Linked DNA regions of Gossypium arboreum: region 2 is linked to region 1. A link is a contact called in public Hi-C data. All regions are on one chromosome and are shown on one strand. Each heading gives the region's core, a stretch centred on a gene start, on an enhancer-like site or on the middle of the called end of the contact. The rest is flanking DNA. Distances are from core to core; before and after follow the strand shown. Region 1 holds the start of LOC108473537 (protein CHROMATIN REMODELING 20). Region 2 has its middle 22 kb from the start of LOC108472222.

The links. A called contact is a pair of places that touch in the nucleus more often than the background predicts.
Region 2: a contact with region 1 is called in a Hi-C map of leaf, with 2.8 times the contacts expected there. The contact joins the enhancer-like site here to the promoter of LOC108473537 in region 1. A contact is called at or near these places in 2 of 5 Hi-C or Micro-C datasets (both in leaf).

The regions. Positions count from the first base shown.
Region 1 is chr11:114,994,577-114,998,457 of ASM2569848v2, forward strand. It overlaps LOC108473537 (protein CHROMATIN REMODELING 20), which reads left to right and starts at 1,886. Exons shown (of 27, transcript XM_017775165.2): 1 at 1,886-2,100; 2 at 2,750-2,822; 3 at 2,946-3,122; 4 at 3,282-3,344; 5 at 3,422-3,517; 6 at 3,598-3,690. The coding sequence starts at 3,000. It overlaps LOC108473394 (probable inactive ATP-dependent zinc metalloprotease FTSHI 5, chloroplastic), which reads right to left and starts at 1,421. Exons shown (of 19, transcript XM_017774922.2): 1 at 202-1,421. The coding sequence starts at 1,169.
Region 2 is chr11:115,054,707-115,058,587 of ASM2569848v2, forward strand. No RefSeq gene overlaps it. Among protein-coding and RNA genes, the nearest start is that of LOC108472222, 22 kb to the right of the region's middle. Within about 2 kb of position 1,910, at least 2 of the 2 cell types and tissues checked have an H3K27ac peak or open chromatin away from gene starts, as enhancers often do. A contact at or near this core is called in leaf, where this site is marked.

The DNA.
Region 1 (3,881 bases), core at 636-3,135:
GTCTATACCACAAAATAAAGAATGAAGAAGGGCAGAATAAGAGAAACAAGATAAAGTGATAAACCATGTGAGCAGATAAATATGCATTATAGGATACACCAAATATTCTATAATTTTACTCGAGCAAACTAATTCTGATTGAAATCCTATAGATGAGAAACAACATATACCAATATATAATAATCGGTAGAAAAGGTTTACCTCTGGAAAAGCTCCTTCCTCCTCATTTGGTTATTAAACCTTTGCACCAACTCCTCACACTCCCTCTCAATAAAACAAAGCTCCCTCACACCAATACTCAGTGCTGTGGTCTCTCTCCTCAGTATCTCATCCTCAATCTCCCCAATTCTCTCCCATATCCTACTATACTCCTCCTCCATTCTCTCTATCCCCTCTTCCAACTTCTCCACAGTATTCCGGCCTTGTCCTTGTCCTTTCCCCTTCCCCTTACCCTTCCCCCCTCTCCCACTCATCACCTTCTCCTTCTCACTCCCCACTTTCACTGCCTTATCCACAATCTCCTCAGCTTTTTTCTCTAACTCCTCTTTCTCCCTCTTCAACTCCCTAATTTCCCTATACAACCCTTTCATTATCTCCCCTTGCAACTCCTCTTTCTTCACTTTCACAGCTTTTAACACTTTCCCAACTTCCTTAACATCACCATTTCCATTCCTAACCTCCTCTACCCTGCTCAACAACTCCGAAACCACCTCTAACAACCTCCTTGTATAATCCGAAAACTCGTGCTCATTTTTCCTCAAAGCCCCTTCCTTTTCTTCGTCTTCTTTTCCCCTCACACTCAGTTTTTCCACTACTGCAGCCATTGCCACACATTTAAACTCCCCATTTGGACCGAAATTCGATAACCCAATTGCAAAACAAAGCAAAGTAAAAGCAAAACTCTTAACCAAACATTGAAATGAAGAATACCCACACGAGACTTTGACTTCCTTTTCACAATTTTCCTTTCTGGATAGCACCAAATTTTGATGTTTCACAGGTTTGGAACCTTTGGGATTTCCTAGGAATGCAAAAGCTTTGAAGTTGAGCTTAATGGAGAGGGTTCTGGTGGGTTTCTTGATATACCTATGGGTTCTGATAAGATGCCTTGTTCTGAAATTGGGAGGGGAGAGTTGAGAGAGGCATGGTGAAGTGAAGATGGAGTCCATTGAAAGAGATGAATATTGGCGAAGCTATGGAGAGTGTATTAATTGATAAGATGGTAGAAATTTGGTGGTCATTTTGGAATGTGGGAAAACGTTCGAGGTTAGTTTCGGAAATAGAAAAGTTGGAAGGCTGCAACAATGAAGGAGAAGAAGAAAGGTTTCAGAGACGGAGAGGTTAATGTGGGGATTAGACTTTAGAAGTGGGAGAGATACCAAAAACCGATGTTGTTTTCTAAAATTGTTTGATTGGGATTGAACCGGGTTCACAATGATCAGTTTTGTTTCTTAAGTTTACAAAAGAGGTCAAATTCTTATTTTTATTCCTCTACTATGTTCAAATTTATATTTTGACCCCTTCGTTTTAATTTGATAAAGTTTAGTCTTCTTTTTCTAAAATAAGTTTAATCTTCTACTTTATAATTTTATTAGGTAGCTTAAATTATTATGTTCACGTGGAATTTTTAAAATATAGTTTAAATTAATAATTTTAATTAGTGTGCTTTTTTCTTTTAAAATAATTTTTACTACTTTAATAATTAATTAACAGTCTACATCATTTAAATCAATTAATAATAGTATAAAAATAAATGAAAAATGATATCAAATTAAAATATAAAGATTAAATTTTAAATTTAATTATAATAAAAGATTAAAATATTAATTTAATATTTTCAAAATGCCCTTCCAAAATGACACAATCACCAAAATCCCCCCATTAGAAGCACCCTAAAATTTGTTTTAAGAAAATAAAAAGAAAATGGTTTAAGCATTCAAAAAATAATAATAATTGTTTTAAAAGCCGAAATTTTTAGTTCTTTGGTTCTAATTTTTCAATTTTTTCCGTGTCCTAAAAAACGAAGTATATTAAACGTTTCCCTCCTCTAAGAAATCTGAGTTGGATTTCCGCTTCAATCGCGAATCTTCTTTCCTTCTGGTGAGTCAACTCGTTCTCTTTGATCCCCGATTCCCAATTCACTAATCTTTTAGGCAGTGGCTTAGCAGAGTAGCTCGTGGTCGAAGTTGAATAGAGCTTGAACTTGGAATCGCGTGTTCGTTTTTTTATTATTTCTAGTCTTATTTCTTCTGTTTCTATAAATTTTATTATTTTAGGGTTTTCAAGTGATTTAGCATTATGTTAATGGCGTTGTTGTTATAGGAGTTCAAGAGAGTTTTTATATAAAAATGAGAAATTTTGCAAATGTGAGGTTTTTAGGAGGGTTTTTTTTTTTACTGTTCCTAGAAGTTGATATTGTGTTCTAATTTTGATGTTTTATTACTTCTTTTTATCAAGGAATTGCTTTGTTCAAATTGATAACCTGGTATTAGTTAGTTGCGGCCACCTGTTTTGTGTTTATGTTGTCATTAGCTTTTTGTTGTTGATTTGTTTTCTGTGCTTTTCTTTTAGTTAGGGATTTTTTATTGCTTAACTCTCTTAGTATGAAGCAAATTTGTAGTTGGAAAAATATTAGGATTTGATTCCAAAAATCCTAACATAAATGTAGAAGTTTTAGTTCCGTTTTCCTGAGTCATCCTTTTGTTCTAACAAAAGTTGGTGTTTTTTAATGTGTAATGTAACAATACAGAGACACCATTGGTGGAAGCCGCTTGCAAGTAATTTTGAGGGTAGTGTGAGAAAATTAAGGAAACCTGTTTCAAGTAATCATGAATGCTTGCCATCTCTGTTTCCTTTTTGTTGTATGCCAAGACTATGTGATTCTCTTGGTTGATTGATCGGTGCGTTTCTTAGTTTTCTGATATGTTTAGTTGCCATCCTTTTAGCTGCTGCTGCTGCTTTGGAGGGTTATTCTCTTTCTTGATGCAACTTGAATAAAGATGGAGGAAAAACATGATGAAGTTGAAGATGTTGACAGAGCCTCTAGTGGTTCTTTTATTGTTGATTCAGATGATGATGATGAACCATCAACATCTGGACAAGATGATGGGTTGCATTTTGAGGTAAGTGAATGCTGATGTTTCTTATCATTATAATACTCATCTTTTTGATGGATTTTAAGAACTTCACCTTCATAATATCTGTTGCTACTTATATTCTTCTGTGTTTCTAATGCTTGAATTATTTGTACTTAGACACACTTTTTTACATGAAATTTGCAGGAGCCATTGACTGAGAAGGAAATAGAAGAGCTGGTATCTGAGTTTTTGGAAGTTGAGAGCAAGGTACCATGTTTATTCAGACCACTTTGATGCTTTATTTTTCTTTATTATGTTGGAATGTTTTCTCACATTCATTTCAGGCTGCAGAGGCTCAAGAAACACTTGAAAAGGAATCTCTTGCTAATGTGGAGAGTGAAGTGAGAGAGGAGCTGGCACAAACTCTTAAGGGGGATGATGTTAGTAAACTCTCTTGTTTCTATCTCATCAAAATTATGCTGCTCTTTCCTATCTCTGATTCTTTTTACTTTGTTCATAGTTGGAGACAGCTGTAGCAGATGAAATGGCCACTTTTATAGAGCAATGGGAAGCTGTGCTAGATGAGCTTGAAACAGAGAGTGCACAATTGTTGGTCTGCTTCTTTCTTCTATCTTGGTTAAAATCTTTGCTTCCTGAGACATATATTTTTGTGTGAATGAGTATTATTATTCATAAAATTAATTTTATGTGGAAAATTAACATTTGAATGTCAGCTCGGATTTTATCTTTTATATTTTAAGTTGTGCTCTGTAGGCCAAACTTAACTTCTTTTCCTTGGGAGAT
Region 2 (3,881 bases), core at 660-3,159, 60 kb after region 1:
CATATTTTATCATCCTAATTTGATTTGAAATTTTCTCGAATCGAGTCGAGTGAGATGTAATTCGAATCGAATCAAATCGAATATATTTGTTCGAGTTAAATTTAAAAAAAATTTGAGTCCTTATAACCATTGTCACTCGTCGTAATAAAATTTGTCCACCTTAATCAAAATTTTTATTAAGTTTCATCACCTTATAATTTATTTATTAATCTTTTATATATAGGTTAGCTTCTTTGCTTACTTAGATGTTTCAATTATCTTGATTCTTGTTACTATGTATTTTGGAATTAGAAAATATATTAAATGTAAAAATATGATTTTTAATAAAATTATTTTAAAGATAAAATGTGAAATAGATACCAATATAAAATTTTAACATGAATATTTAATGGCATAATTAATAATTCAATTTTAATATAAATATTCAATATGACTAAACAATTCAATAATATAAATAACATAAAATGTGAAATTTAATTTAATAATATAAATAGTAGATATAAATAAAATTATTACTATTTATGTTTAGTGATTTTTGGATAATTTTGATTTTTTATTTGAGAGTAAATGGTGAGAAGTAAAAGTTTATGGGAAAAATAAAAAGTTTTGGGGAATAAAAGTTTAAGGGAAAATAAATAGGGGGAAGTAAAATTTTGGAGGGAAAATATTAAAAAAAAATTGGGGGGAGGGGGATGAGTTTGGGGTAGATGAGAGGTGGGATGGGAAGGAAGTAAATATTTTAGGGGGAAAGTGGGAGGGAGTAAAATTTTTGGGGGAAAATAAAAAGTTTTGAGGGTTTTTTGGAGTAAAATTTTGAGAAAAAGTAAATGGGAGAGTAAAATTTTTGTGGGAAATGGATTTTGGATAGATTGGGGGTTGGAATGGAAGGGGAGTAAAAGTTTTGGGGGGAAAGTGGGAAGAAGTAAAAGTTTTGAAGGAAAAGTAAAAATGTTTGGAAATTTGGGGTAAAAATATAAAATATTATAGTTTGATATTCGAATTATTCGAGTTATTCGAATTCGAAAACTCAACTCTATTCGAACTCGAAATTTGAAAAAAAATTCGAGTTGACTCGAATAACTTAATTAACTCGAATAACTCGATTCGGTTTAACTCAAAATTCGAATTTTTTTCGAATTTTTCGAGTCGAATCGAGTTTTGCTCACCCCTAGAAACAATATATATTTGAAAACTTTTTAAGCAAAATAATAAAAAATAAGATATTTTAGTATGATAAACTTGAATCATTAATCACTTATTTAGATTCCAAAATTAATTATTTTATTAATTATTTTATATATTTTTAGTTTTTTTAAATTTATAATTTTTAAAAATATATAAATATTAGAATTTCTATAAATATTTTGAATTTTAAAACTTATTTTCAAATTTTGAAAATTATTTTGATTTTTTTGTAATTTTTGTTAAGAGAGAGACCAATTTACTTGTTTTCAAAATTGACAGGGACCAAAACAATATTTATACTAATCTGTTATTCGAATTATTCGAGTTATTCAAATTGTAAAAATTCAACTCGACTCAAACTTGAAATTCGAAATTTCTTATTCGAGTTGACTCGAATAATTCGAATAAATTGAATAACTCAATTCGATTAATTTAAAATTTAAATTTTTTAAAATTTTTTTCGAATCGAATTGAATTTTACTCACCTGTAAGGTAAACTATGGATAAAGCCCATATCTAGCAAGATGAGAAGAAATATAGATTGAGGAGGGAAGAAGAGATGAAGACAACGTGAGACGTGTTGCATCAGCAAGTCAAGCTCCGACACACTCTCTTGCAAAATTTTGCATTCAAGTCCCTCTTCTTCTTCTTTTTCTTTTTTGGATTTCTTTTAATTTAGACTTTATGAATTTGTGATTGAAGACTTTGATGAACTAGATAATCCCATGATACTTCATGGGCAATTTATTATTTCCTCCTTTATAAATTACCATTTTTATCTATTTTGAAATTAATGGAAATTTTGATACCGTGGAACATACGTTCCTAATTGCTAAAGTTTTAGTGGTATTTGAAATGGAACATCTGTTCCTAATCAAGGAATGGTCGGGATATAATTGAATAAAACTGACGTACCCATTAACCTATAGTTATTATAAAATTATTTAGAATTCTATATTTAAATAAACACAAAAAAAAACTATATAAATTAAAAAATAAATTATAGAGAAGATTAGCCCTAACGAATTAGGTTCCATAAAAACTACTGAGCGGATCTGTATTCCAAGTAATTGTTGAATTTCCTAAAGGTTTTGGGATCATTATGCTCTATAACCAAAAGCATGGCCTCTTTTTCAAAAAAAGGCATAGGCATGGATCACATATTATTAGGCCTTGCAAGGCCCAAGTATATTGGGGGCTTAGAACAGGCTTTATTCACCTCTTTTTACAGAATAATATGCATATGCAATGTATCAGGTAATTAGGAGTGAGCAAGACTCGAGTTAATAGAATCAAATAAGTAATTCAAGTTTAGATTTCGAGTCCGAGTGAAGTTAAAATTTACCATTCGAATAATAAATTAGTGTAAATACTTCTTTGGTCCCTGTCAATTTTGAAAATAAAACAAATTAACCTTTCTCTCAACAAAAATTTTATAAAAAATCAAAATATTTATTAAAATCTACAATTTATATATTTTTAAAAATGATAATTTTTTTTAAATCTAAAGAATATATAAAGAAAGTTACAATTTTCAAAATGTTATAAAATAATAAATTTGGAGACTTAAATAAATTAATTAACGAGTCAAGTTTATCATATTAAAGTATCTTTTTTTTTTCTTATTTTGCTTTGAAAAATTTTCAAATATTTATGATTTCAAATTTATTTACTCTAATATAAAATTAATTATATTATAATAATATTTTAATTTTACATGTTACAAGAAGTGAAAGTAGTGGTTAATGAAGGAAGTAAATCCAAACAACCTTATCACCTACCTACTTCTTTGCATATTCACCTACTCTGGGGACTCCATGCATGTACAACATTTCCGTTTAAAATATGGCACCTCTAAAATGGGAGATAAAAAATTTTATAATCTAATTTGAAAGTTACAAATCTTATCAAGAGTAATTATATTTGATATTTAACTTTTCAAAACAAGTGTTGGATCGATGAGATTTACTTTTAAGGGTTTCCAAAATTGATATTGAAGAATGAGTTCGATCTCTTTTGTGATGTAGAAATAAAATTGAAAAGATTTTTGATTCAAGGGTCTTCAAGATTTGATCTTAGATGATTGAATTCATTTCAAACATTGTTGAGACTCAAACTTAAAGAACAAATTTGATCCTTTTTTATGTTGGCTGAACAAGATGAAAGAATAACTGTTGAAAGTTATTCAAAATTGGTATAGATTTTTTCAGAATTTCTTCAACTTCTTCAATTACTTTAAAGACTTCTTTAGATTTTAGAGAGTTTCATTCATCAAAATATTCTCCTTAAACTTCTTAATTTTGCACTTGTGAACTTGTATTGAGAGGCTTGGAATTCACTTCTTTATAATGCCAATGATAGAGTTCTTTTAATATATAGTTTCTCACAAATCATTTATCTCATGATTAATTAGAGATAAGATAATATTTATTATTTATCTTTTATTAATTTAAATTAATTAGAGATGATGCGATACTCTAAGATTGTAACCATATCATCACCGAAAATATAAAAATTAAAAATATATAAAAATTTTAAAGTTTCTAAATATCACACTTTTACAAAATCCAAGTTGAGGTATCAAAGTGGATCGTTGCTAAGTTCATACTAAAGTAAAACAAAAAAAAAAAAAACATGTACCAAAATTGACCTACTTGTCAAGTTTAAGAGCTAAAAATTGTATTAACCCTTATATC